3 separate regions of the Mus musculus genome follow, and all the other regions are linked to region 3. A link is a contact called in public Hi-C and capture Hi-C data. All regions are on one chromosome and are shown on one strand. The core of a region is the stretch at or near the end of the contact, and the rest is flanking DNA. Distances in the headings are between cores, read along the strand shown. Region 1 holds the start of Tmem104 (transmembrane protein 104). Region 2 holds the start of Rab37 (RAB37, member RAS oncogene family). Region 3 holds the start of Cd300a (CD300A molecule).

The links. A called contact is a pair of places that touch in the nucleus more often than the background predicts. Capture Hi-C pulls out chosen DNA fragments and counts their contacts.
Region 1: a capture Hi-C map of macrophages shows a contact between it and region 3, with 4 times the contacts expected there. The contact joins the promoter of Tmem104 here to the promoter of Cd300a in region 3. A contact is called at or near these places in 2 of 39 promoter capture datasets (the HPC-7 cell line and hippocampal neurons), 2 of 484 Hi-C or Micro-C datasets (cerebellum and cortical neurons) and 1 of 9 other capture datasets (macrophages).
Region 2: a Hi-C map of cerebellar granule neurons shows a contact between it and region 3, with 2.3 times the contacts expected there. The contact joins the promoter of Rab37 here to the promoter of Cd300a in region 3. A contact is called at or near these places in 8 of 39 promoter capture datasets (the 3T3-L1 cell line, the C10 cell line, HPC-7-derived erythroid cells and 5 more), 6 of 484 Hi-C or Micro-C datasets (cardiomyocytes, cerebellar granule neurons, cerebellum and 2 more), 3 of 115 datasets of contacts at active chromatin or transcription factors (the HPC-7 cell line, bone marrow-derived macrophages and pancreatic cancer cells) and 2 of 9 other capture datasets (adipose tissue and liver).

Annotation. Positions count from the first base shown.
Region 1 is chr11:115,186,153-115,190,367 of GRCm38.p6, forward strand. Tmem104 (transmembrane protein 104) reads left to right here and starts at 1,335. Exons shown (of 10, transcript NM_001033393.2): 1 at 1,335-1,446; 2 at 2,058-2,170. The coding sequence starts at 2,126. It overlaps Nat9 (N-acetyltransferase 9 (GCN5-related, putative)), which reads right to left and starts at 1,247. Exons shown (of 7, transcript NM_025400.4): 1 at 967-1,247; 2 at 597-685. The coding sequence starts at 673.
Region 2 is chr11:115,151,841-115,155,746 of GRCm38.p6, forward strand. Rab37 (RAB37, member RAS oncogene family) reads left to right here and starts at 2,338. Exons shown (of 9, transcript NM_021411.4): 1 at 2,338-2,451. The coding sequence starts at 2,359.
Region 3 is chr11:114,888,434-114,892,372 of GRCm38.p6, forward strand. Cd300a (CD300A molecule) reads left to right here and starts at 1,608. Exons shown (of 7, transcript NM_170758.4): 1 at 1,608-2,001. The coding sequence starts at 1,932.

The DNA of each region.
Region 1 (4,215 bases), core at 85-2,584, 300 kb after region 3:
TTGTCCCCTACAGAGCCAGCTTCTCAATCTGTCAGATGTTTGCCAACTAACCTCACAAAGAGTCCCTGAATCTCACTTCTGGCCTTTAAACAGTAGGCATCAAAATAATGAATTCAACATCTGGGACAAGCACACGTTAAGTCTCCAGAGGATACCAGGGAACGCCATAAGTAATTTAGAACGAGGGAAGAAGACATGGCTTTGTTTTTTTGTTACACACACATCTAGATGATGTAATCCCTCATTGAAAAGCCAAAAAGAAAGCAGAGAGATGGATGACAAGGAAAATAAATGAAAAATGAGCCCTCCACTTCAGCTTTATTCCTCCTGCATGTAATTCCCACCCCCAACCCCCCACTTTGAGTCACAGTCTCATTAAGTATCCCTAGCTGGCCTGGAACTTATTATATTGCCCAGGCTAGCCTCAATCTCACGGAAGAGATGGACCTGCCTCTGTCTCCCAAGTGTTGGGCCAGAATCAAAGGTGTACAGCACCACACAAGTGACGTTTGTTAAACAAGACAGGCTCCTAGATTAAGGCACCCTGTTTCCAATTGCCCTCCACGCTACAACCAGTCGGGTAATGAGTTAGTTACCTGGGCACATGCTCGGAGGTGTAGGGTACCAGGACCACCTTCTTGCCCACTAGCATGGTGTTCTGATTCAGCTTCATTGTAGCTGCCTACTAGTGGGGAGAGTTAAAGACTTCAGAGCCCCCATAGTGTCTTCCCACGCAGGGTGGAACTCTTTCTGTAGCAGTGGAGCTATGTTGACAGAAGAGCGTCCTGCCTTCCCCTCACAACTACGTGAAAGAACGGGGATTCTAAAACTCTTGTAAGAGAAAGAGCCGAAGTGGTCAATACATCTGGGCTCTCACCCAGGGGCCAAGTTCTGGCTCGGTTTCCAGCCCATTCCTACACAACATGCCCGTCCACCCCCAAATGACCTGTTAATCCTTTTTTTAACCTGTTTCCAACCCTAGCCTCCAGCGTCCAGAGTCCACGTCACTCGGCTCTGGCCCTTCCGTTTTCCTGTCCCCAAGCCCCACTCAAAGTTCTCAGGCCTCAGCCCTTTGCGTGGTTCCTCGGCCGTCTAAGCGCTGTAGTTTGCAAACTGCAAAGCTCACAACCACCCCCTGCCGAGGAAGGCGTCCCCAACGACAGGCGTCAGCGTCTGTCCCGGAGAAACAGGCTTTCCGCATGCGCGTAGAGGGGCTTGCTGTCCGCTTCCGCCAGGCAGACGGCAGCCGCAAAGCCCAATCCCGGCCCCGCCCCCGCGAGGCATCCAATCAACGCACTGCGCCCCTCCCCACGCGCTCGCTTGGACGGGGGACTGGGAAGCGTGCGCGTGCGCGTAGCGGGCGCTGGTGCGGGGCCGCTGGTGCCGGGTGGCAGCTGCAGAGCTGGAGGCGGTGGCCACTGTGCCTGGAAGCTAGCTGTGCTGCAGGTCTGGGACGGGCAGGAGGGCAGGACAGGGTGAAGATGGATGTGAATTTTAGAGTTTCACCTGGAAGGGAGGGGAAGGGGAGACTGAGGGACCGGCTCTGGAGAAGAGAGGGGAGGCTTAAGGGTGGGAAACCCTAAGGCAAAGCAAAAGGCAGGTGTCGGTGCGCGAGGCCCCATTTAAAAGAAGAGGCTTTGGGACAAGGAGTTAGGATGGAGGGGCGACCTTGGAAAAGCTGACTCCCGCTGTGGGCGGAGAAGCAGACAGCTGTGTGGGCTGTCCTGTGTAGTAGTGAGCTCATAGATAATGAAACGGACGTAAGCACTTTAGGGTAAAGGGGGCTGTGATGGTTAGTGAGGCTTAGAGGCCCGGAAAGCCCCTTCAGTCACTTGGAGTGTGAGCAGCATCCAGGCACCGAGAAGTGCCTTGCATAGCAAATCAAGTTAGAAGACATGGTCCAGGAAGCCGCGTCCCACCAAGGCTGTCTCATGGCAGATAGGGAGACCAAAGTGTCTGAGTTAAAAGGGCTACAGGTGAAAGCGGCAGACTGCAAACCCCCCACCCCCAGTCTCATCTCTGCAGTTAGAGAACTAAAGTCTACTCTTTTGTCTTAGGAGCTGCGGCTGCTGCTGCCACTGCATAGAAGTAACCTCTTGGGCCAGCCCTTCCTCACTCTCTGGAGATGGCAGGCGAGATCACAGAGACCGGAGAGCTCTATTCTCCTTATGTGAGTTCTTCTCCATAAATGTGTTCTGCTCACCACCATGCTCCTGGTTTCTAGAGAAGCCCACTGCTATCTGTGGACTATACTAATTATGGCCCTGGTTTAAATAGACCCTGGTGAAAAACACAACGGAAACTCCACATAGCTCCAGTCAGGTTCAGCTGTCTTAGCTAGACTCTATATATCAGGCTCGTTCCTCATTTGTTTATAATTTTTTAAAGCTTTTATTTTAAATGATGTGTCTACGTATGGATATGTGCATGCCTGTCAAATCCAAAAGAGGGCACCAGATGCCCTGGAGTTAGTTGTCGATGGTTGGATGCTGCTCAGTGTAAGTGCTGGAAGTGAACTCGGGTCCTCTGCAGGAGCAGCAGGTACTCTTAACTGCTGAGCTGTTTCTCCAGGCCAGTTCTCCTTTTAGACACCTATCAGAGAGCATCAAGCCAAATAGTAGTTAACTTGCTAGTCTCCCATAATATCTATCTCAGGACTCCCACAGATGACACACAGTTCTGCCAGTCAGCTGGGCAGTCACCAACAGCTGTCGCCATGGAGTTGTGTTCCTCTCAGTAGTCAGCAGCCTCTTTCTTCCTTCGCTAAATTCTAAATTGCACAACTCTTGTGGTCTTGGATGTTGAAAGAGGTGGTGAACTGCAGAGTCTCCCAATTGCAGTTTGGTAGAGCATGCAATTATGACAATTAGAGCGATTGATTCCCCTCTGTCTCGGCTCCGTGGCCCCTGCACTCCCCCCACACACACTCAGTTTATCTTCTCTCGGTGCTGTATCCAGTTGGTTGTGGTTATGTGGTTATTGCATCACGGGGCCTTCACTGGGTAAGTCGTTGGAGGTAATCGTGAGTTACCTGGGTTGACTCACATTGGTACCTGCTGTCACCAGGAAAAGCGGCTCTTCTCCACAAGCCGCCTTTTTAGGATTTTTCTAGTCTCAGCAGTGCCCTGCTGTTCATAGGCAGCCACAGAGCACACACAGACACACACAGACACACACACAGACACACACACACGCATGCACACTTCACCGCTGCAGCTCACCAGGGAAAGTGCTGGAGTGGATGGTTACCCTGTCCATGCAATCATGTGATAGTTCTTAGAATCCCCTGTCAGCAAGAAGATGTCTGCACTGTCCCTACACGTTGCCACAGTTCCTGCTTTTTCTGACACTCACTACAGACTTGGAGACGAGGAAGTGAGTTATTGCTGTGACTGTGTTTTAGAAAGAAAGTACCTTATGTCCCCATTCCTTGTGCCTTCACCATGTAATCATCCACTCAGGCCACCTTGTGATGCCACAGCCGCCTGGACAGTTAGGCCTGTGTGCCTCAGGAGCTCCGCTTCACACACCTCCCCCTTTTCTCCTTCCCATCTTCTGTGTGCTTTATCTGGGGTCTTTGCACTTTGCCATAAACAAGCACTGTGATTTTGTTTTTATCTTAATTGTGAAGGAAGAGAGATGAGAAAGATGGGTGCTGGTGGCGACAGGGGGGTGTTAATCAGGTGGTGGTCAGGGTTCTGAGGAAAGCAGCCCTCTTCTTCTTATAGGTCTTTGTTTTCTTTTAAATATTTAATTTTTGTGTGTACAAATGTATGGAATTCATATATATGTGTATATGTGTATATAAGCATGCATATGTGTGTGTATATATATATATATACATTTATACTCAAATGCATAGGTGTGTCTATATACATATATGTACATATATATACATATACATGTATATATCATATGCATGCAGTGCCCTCAGAGGCCAGAAGGGGCGTCATATCCCCTAGAACTGGAGCTATATCTGGTTTTAAACCACCATGTGGGTGCTGTAAACTGAACCAGGGTCCTCTGCAAGAGCAACAAGTGGTGTCAATCCCTGAGCCATCTCTTCAGGTCCTAAGGCTCTATTTAATTAGTTTCTTGGGGATTTTGTGCAGTGTGCTTTGGACATGCTGACCTCTTCTCCCGGGACCTCCCAGATCCACTTCCCTACCCACTCAGCTTTGTGTCCCTTTAGAACAAAAGCAAAACCAAAGGCCA
Region 2 (3,906 bases), core at 1,088-3,587, 260 kb after region 3:
AGTTGCGTGCTTACAAGCAGAGCCTTCTGGATTCGCGAAAAGAACACACACACACGCACACATTAGCTTATTTTTGATATGTCTTGACTAGCTCAAAGGCTGGGCAGTTCTGATCCTCCGCCCAGCTAGCATACATTTCCCTCCGGTACTCCTGACTCAACGCCTTCTGAATCTGGGTTCTCTCTTCGCTGCCCTGTTACCTTCTGGGCCCCTCCCCTAGGGCTGCTTTCCCTTCCCACTTACATTTTGGACGGTTTCTCCTTCTGCAGCTCTAAATCTGACCCATCTCGCTAGATCATCTCCAGTTTTCTCCCTGGCTGCCGGCCCTCACAAATCCCCCAGGTCCCGCCCACCTCAGTTTACCTGCCCAGCCATTGGCTGTAAAGCAATCCTTTAATGCCAATCAAATCCAGCTGGGGGCGGAGACAGAAGGTCTGGGACCTCTGCCTTTGGGAGCCGAATTGAATTGAGACAGCGTTAGAACCAATCCCTAACACCAGCTAAGCCCTAACCTCTGAAGCCTTTGCCTCCTCCCAAAATAATAATGGAGCCAACAACACACACCAAAGTCCCAAACCAAGGGGTCAGTAGTATCCCAGTCGAATTCTCCCTACCGCTTCCCAGCTTCTCTTAGCTCCGGGCATCGTCCCTGTTCCTTGGAGTCATCAAATATTCCTGTCTCTACCTCTGGCTTCACGAGGCTGTCTTCTAGCCATTTGCTTTAAACCTTTCCCCATCACACAGTCACACTGGGTTAGGGGCTTGTCTCAGTTAATTTTCCCGTTGCTGTGATAAAATACCCGGACACAAACAGCGTGTGAAGAAGGGAAGTTTGGTTAGATTCCATCGAGACGGGGGAAGCCCCAGCAGCAGGAGCCTGAGGCAGCTAACCTCAAACAAGCAACAGAGAACAAGAGGTGTGATCTCTTCCTTTTCATGCTGCCCTCCTCTGGAGTGGGTCTTCCCACCTCGGTCAACCTAATTAAGATATTCCCTCACAGCATGACTCTAGGGCCTGCCAAGTTAATGATCAGTATTAACCATCACGGAACCCCTATTCCAGTATGGCCCAGTTCTAACCTACATCTCTAATGTTCCTGTTGCCAAGGAAGGCCACACACATTTTGGGTACCAGTGCCTAGGACTTCAGCATATCTCTTGGGGGACACGATGTACCCCCACAACATTAGTTTTCAGTGGACGGTGAGCAAGGGGCAAGCCACTACCCCTCTCCAATTCCCACCTCGACAAAGTCACCTCCATCCAGGCTCCGGGATCTCCTCTCAGCTGTCATGAAATAGTTCCTGCTGATGTACACAGCCATTTCCCAAGTCATAGTCACCCCAAAGCCAGCCCTCACTGCCCTCACCTAAAAAGTTGAGGGGCCCAACCCCCTTCCTACACCCCGCATCCAGTCCCCGCATCCTGTTCCTTTCTATACAGCGTTGAGATGTTGAAAAGTTGGCCCACAAGCTACTGAACCCTGGTATGTGCAACCCCAGATTCTCCATATCCCCCGTCATCCGGAGCTGCAGGGTTCCTGGGCTGTACTAGAAACAGCTCAAAACGACCCACGACTTCATGAATTCCTGTGGCACCCACTCGGTGGCTAGGCCTAGGCCTTCCCTGAATAATGTTGGCCCTATCTTGTCCCCTTGGAAAGATGGGCTTCAAGAGCTCACCTTCCCGTGGTGGGAGGACATCAGGGGCTTAGACTAACAAATGAGGGAGAAACATGGCAAAGAGCTCCAAGTGTTAGCACCACCCAGGAGCTCCCCAGATGGTCAGTGCGCTCCAAGGTGAGTGTCGGTGAAAAAGTAGGCTCAGATGAGCTGAGGTCTATCAGAACCGCTTGGGTGCTAGTCTCAGAATGCAACTTCCTGTCCAACATTGTTCAGGGACGTCCCCAGCTTCTTGCCTGCAGGTAAGTACCGGACTGTCAACTGGCTGGAGCTCGGGCGCGCCCTGCTGGCCACTGCATTGCCGCAGTAGGAAACCAAGCCCCACACCTTCCGCAGCTAGCTGGGTCTCCCGGGTCCGCAGCCTCGATGGCAATCTAACTTCACCACTGCGACCTTAATGGGCTGGTCCTGTAGCAGGACTCATTCCGTGCTGTAAGAGCACTAAACTAGGCTAATGTCTCTCAGGGGGACTGCCACTCCCTAGGGTGTGCATTCTGCGAGTCTCAGACGTCCTGGCTGGCGTCGTCGAGGGGATGGCGGGACGGAGGGAGGAGTCTATCAGGGTCCGAGCCGGTTGGTGGATGGGGAGGGAGGAGTGGGCGGAGCCTAGGGCAGGGCGGTTCCTCGCTCTCCCTCGCTTGCTTCGAGCCGGGCTCACCTCTGACTGTCCGGGGACATGACTGGCACACCAGGAGCTGCTACCGCTGGGGATGGCGAGGCCCCTGAGCGCTCCCCGCCCTTCAGCCCGAACTACGATCTCACCGGCAAGGTGGGTGGGCTCTGCGCTCAGTGCTGGGGACCCCCCAGGCCGGCACTTAGGGACATCCCTCCCGATGTCCTTTGCCTTAGGACCCTGTCCTTCCCTGTCTACACCCCTCTTCTGGAAGTGTCAGCTGGGTCTCTGGTCTGGGGCATAACCCCTGGGCTCATCCCAGTCTCTAGGGTTCTAGGCTGACCTCGGAGGGCATGGGGTAAGGCAGATCTGAAAGACTAAGACTCCCCCACCCTAGGAACAAAAACCCAGTTCCTTCTGCCACACTTTGGAATACTGGGAGACAGGGACTCTCTGAAGACACAGACAGGGCATCCCCGCCTTCAGAGGCATCTCAAGGTTAATGCCCTTTTTGAGCTAAGCCTCAAAAAGTGACACCTGTCACAGGCGTGCAGTGCTTTGGGTCCCCACTCAGCGGTACATCCCACCCTTCCCCTCCCCACTGCCTCCAGACATAGACTCACAGCTCCTTCCCAACACCCCAGGCTGCATGTAGCCAGCCTACAAGTCCACTTGGGAATTTTCAGAAGCTGAGAAAGAACATGGCAATTAGTGACCATGGCCCACTCTCCCCCTCCCCCCGCCCGGCCCCCCGACGACCTTAAAGGCAACTCTCTGGGGTGCATACATTCTGCAGGAATGCCCTGAATAAAAGGATGTCTGTCACCACCTCTCTTATTGGTGTCCTTGGCTTAAGCAAGTACATGGAACTCTAAAAAGAGATGCTGAGCCAGCCAGCCTCTTGCACTATTTTTCTACAGGGTTTAGGAGAGAGAAGTAAGAGCTATGCCAGGTAGAAGTGATGCCTGGTCTTGAAGGGTACCTGCCTCTTTCAGGGTCTTGGTTCCTCTCAAACACCAGATCTCACTCTCACTAGGAGCTTCACATCTCCACCCCCTAGGGTTTCAGGGGAAGCCAGTCAGCCAGCCTACCCACCCAGAGACGTTGAGATAGGCGTCCTGTGTGGGCTTGTGGCAGGAAATGGGGCTCTAAGTCCTCAGGGGAGGGGAGTTGCTGATGGCCAGCCCCCACCCCCAGGCTGATGGGGATCTCCTGACCTCCTAGCCCTGCAGGACAACTGAGCTGTTTACCTAGGAGGTGGCAAGGCTGAGCAGCTGTTTGTGTTTGGTGGACTTGATGGGCTGGGTGACCGGCTGCATCATTTGCTCAAGGCAGCTGTGATCTGTAAAGTACACAAATACCGGTATTCGCCTGCCTCCCTCCCTCCCTCCCCCTGTATGGCTGGGGCCCCAGAGCCATCAGAGTGCCTGCTGGGAGCACCTGCAAAATAGCTGACCCCCAGCCTGCCAGGCTTGGCCCAGTCCTGAGTCTGTAGCTGTGGGAAAAGAGCATGATGAGAAAAGATCCTTGGAGCACCTTAGGTCTGGGGTCTTGGGCACTCTTCTTAAGTGGTCCCCATCAATCTTGTCGTTAGTCATTGACAAGCTCCAG
Region 3 (3,939 bases), core at 358-2,857:
TCTCCTTCTCCTTCTCCTTCTCCTTCTCCTTCTCCTTCTCCTTCTCCTTCTCCTTCTCCTTCTCCTTCTCCTTCTCCTTCTCCTTCTCCTTCTCCTTTCCTTTCCTTTTTTTTTTTTTTTTTGATATAGGGTCACATTATGTAGCTCTGGTTATCTGGAAATCCACTAAGTAGAGCAGGCTGGCTTCACAGAAATCCTCCTGCCTCTGCCTCCCAAGTGCTGGAATTAAAGGCATGTACCACCATGTACAGTTTAATGTTTGTTTGTTTGTTTTTAAAGATTTATTGATTTTATTTATTTGAGTACACAGTCACTGTCTTCAGACACACTAGAAGAGGGCATCGGATCCCATTACACATGGTTGTGAGCCACCATGTGGTTGCTGGGATTTGAACTCAGGACGTCTGGAAGAGCAGTCAGTGCTCCTAACCTCTGAGCCATCTCTCCAGCCCTGTTAGTTTGTTTTTAATTTTAGAAGTACTGTGGTGGCTTGAATGAGAATGACTCCCATAGGATCATCGTTATGAATACTTGGTCACCAGGGCGTGGCATTCTTTGAAAGGATCAGGAGGTGTGGCCTTCTTGAAGGAAATTTTCTCTGGGGGAGTGGGCTTTGAGTCCCAGTCAGTGTCTCTCTTCCTGCTGCCTGCTGATCTGGATGTAGAACTCATAGCTCGTTCTCCGGCACCATGTCTGCCTCCAGGCCACCATGCTTCCTGTGGTGATGACAATGGACTAGACCTGTGACACTGTAAGTCAGCCCCACTTAAATGCTTTTTATAGATAACACTTGCTGTGGTCATGGTGTCTCTTCACAGCAAAGAAACACTGACCAAGCCAAGTATCTAGAACACAAAGTTCCATACTGATCTTTAGTTGACATATGATGCTATTACTATCAAAGAGTGGTGTGTTTTCTTGTTGTTGAAACAGTCTCTCCAGACTTGTGGGTTCCAGCAATGCTCCTGACTCAGTCTCCAGAATAGTTGTATAATAGGGGTATGTCCCCGTACCTGGCCATCAGAGAAATTTCTTCAGGATCCTGAAGCGTTGTCTTCCACCCGTCTAGCAGTGTAACTAGCAGGTATCTTCGAGGGCACATTTGTAGCAAGAGGAGGAAAGCGTGAGATGCTGAGGAGGATCTGGAAGGGAGGGCGCTCTCGGGACCTCATCATTGGCATAGGGCTGCCTGCGGCTTTAATAACTACTATTATTATATGATTAATATAGTATAATAGCTAGCTATTGGGTGACCTGTTTTACAATAAGGTCAGAGTTTCCTGGGCTTTCGTGCCATTCTGTACGAGCTGGAAGGGTTCACAGGACCCCTGTGTACATGTTTGGTGTCTCCGTGGACCAGAGAAAGAGGGAGATCTGCAAGTTGTCTGGGTCCTTGCTCAAGTTCAATGGGGCTACACAAGAAAGAAGGTCGCAGCCTGGAGAGCCCCTGGTCAAATGGAAGACACATTTTCCAACACCAGAAACCCTTCAGGAATTTTTGGGGGTCCAGGCCTAGAGCTCCCAGGAAGGCTTCATAGTGGGCACCACCCAGGCAGGGCTAGCAGGTCTTCCTCTCCACAAGGCTGCCATTCTTCCCACAAGGAAAGGAGGAGTGACTGGGTGCCAGTCAGAATGAAACCTGGCCCTGCACCCTGAGCCAGACGCAAGCAGGGGTCATCAGGCTGTCATGGCAGCCTGGCAGTCATGAGATCAGAGCCTCACGGGGGGTTCATCAGCTCGCCTCGGCTCCTTCCGATTCTTTTAGTTTCTCCCGTAGCTCCAGGAACAGAACTGAGGAAAGTCGGAAGCAAAACAGCTAGACACAAAGAAAAGCAGAAGTGGGCGTCTCAGAGACTGGCCGTCCCCCAGCGGGACTGAACCGTGGAGCGTCCAGCCGTGGCCTGCCTGCCGGTGACCCGTGTGTGGGAGAAATGACCCAACTGGCCTCAGCTGTGTGGCTGCCCACACTGTTGCTGCTGCTGCTGCTTTTTTGGCTTCCAGGTGAGGTAGTGTCTGCCCGGGAGGGCGGGGGGCTTCGGGGAGATGCAGTGTGAGGCACTGGAATGGGGATCTCTCTGTGCACAACACCAAATGTGGCAGCTGAGTCCTTCATGTAAGGTGGATGACCAAAGAAAGGGCCGTGCTTGGGGGGAAGGGACCGGGATCTCCCTCTGCACACAGCTGTCAGAACAAGAGACAAGTCAACACACGGTGGGGGCTGGTGGCTGTCCAGGACGGGTGCCCAGAGGATTTTTGGATGGTTTAGAATAGAAAACAGGAGGTCAGGGCAGGTGGTACCAGTATGAGTGGACAGTGGTTGTGTTGAGAGGCCCTGACAGGCACGTGCTGGTGTGGATGTGTGTGAAAAAATTTAATCTGTCTATCTTTCTTTCCTTCTCTTCCTTCCTTCCATCTTTCCCTCTTTCTTTCTTTTCTTCTTGGGTCCCCCCCCCCCTTTTTGGGTTTTCAAGGCAGGGTTTCTCTGTGTAGCCTTGTTTGTTCTTTCTTTCTCTCTCTCTCTTTCTTTCTTTCTTTCTTTCTTTCTTCCTCCCTTCCTTTCTTTCTTTCTTTCTTTTTTGTAAGGTTTTTTTTTTTTCATTTTCTTTTTGGGATAAGTCTCACTGATTAGCCTTGGATCTCACTCTGTGGACTAGGGTGGCTATGAACTCACAGAGACTGCCTTTCTCGGCCTCCAAAATGCTGGGATTAAAGGTGTGCACCACCACACCCCACAGACTTCTTTTTTGGTTCTTTACTCTTCGAAAATTTCATGTATGTGAACAATGTAGTCTGACCATATCTGACCTCCCCAAGTCTGATTCCCCAAGTCTGTTCAACACATCTCCCTCCAACTTAGTATTATTTATATATTTTTTAAAAAAACCATTGAATGATTAGCACTGGCTCTATGCACGTGGGTATGGGGTCATCCACTGGGGCAGAGGCAACCTGCCAATAGCCACACCCCTAAAGGAAAAAATTTCTAATCCCAGTACTCTGGAGGCAAAGGCGGGCAGATCTCTGTAAGTTTAAGACCAGCCTATTCTACATAGTAAGTTTCAGGCCAGGCAGGGTTACATAGAAAAAAAATCTTGCCTCAAAATAAATAAATAAATAAAGAGAGAGAGAGAGAGAGAGAGAGAAAGCAAGAAAGAGAGAAAGAAAGGAAGAGAGAAAGAAAGACACTGGTTTCATCTGGGTTTACACACTTATTCACAGAGGTTTGAAAAAAATTATCTTGGCTATTTTTCCCTTTATTTATTTGGGTTGTCTTCTTCTTCTTCATTTTTCCCCCTTTGGGATTTAAGGGGATTTAAAGTGCCCTGCTAAGGGAAGTGGTGGAAAGTTAGAAAGCCAACCATCTACTGGCGGTGGAGGAGCATCCTTGCAAGCCAGGAAAGGTACAGGAGGGCTGGAAACTGCTGTTTACTTATTAAGCACGTCGGGTGCAGGGGATGACTTAGTGGAGAAAGTGGGCACCTGAGTTTGGATTTCAAGCATTCACATGAAAATTGGATTTGTTATGCATGCATATCCCCAGAGCCGGGGGTGCAAAGATGAGTGGGACTCGGTGCTCCTCCTAGTCTCTGTAGGTACCGTGCTCCCGTGCACATACGCACACATACACATAATTAAAAACAAATCATGGAGAGATAGCTCAGTGTTAAGTGCACTTACTGCTCTTCCAGAGGTCCTGGGTTTGGTTTTCAGAACCCACATAGTGGTTCAGAACTGTAGAATTATTATTATATTAATATTGATCCATAAAATTAGTACAGCATCCGTGATTCCTTAACCTCTCCTAGTTCCCCAATAACCATACAGGGAGACCAAGGTTTATTAAAATTGCCTTGAGGCAGATACTGAGCAATCATTACTCCTTTCTAAACTTCCAAGTTAGTCAGGCCTCCTCCCAGACAATATCCCCATCTTTCTTGA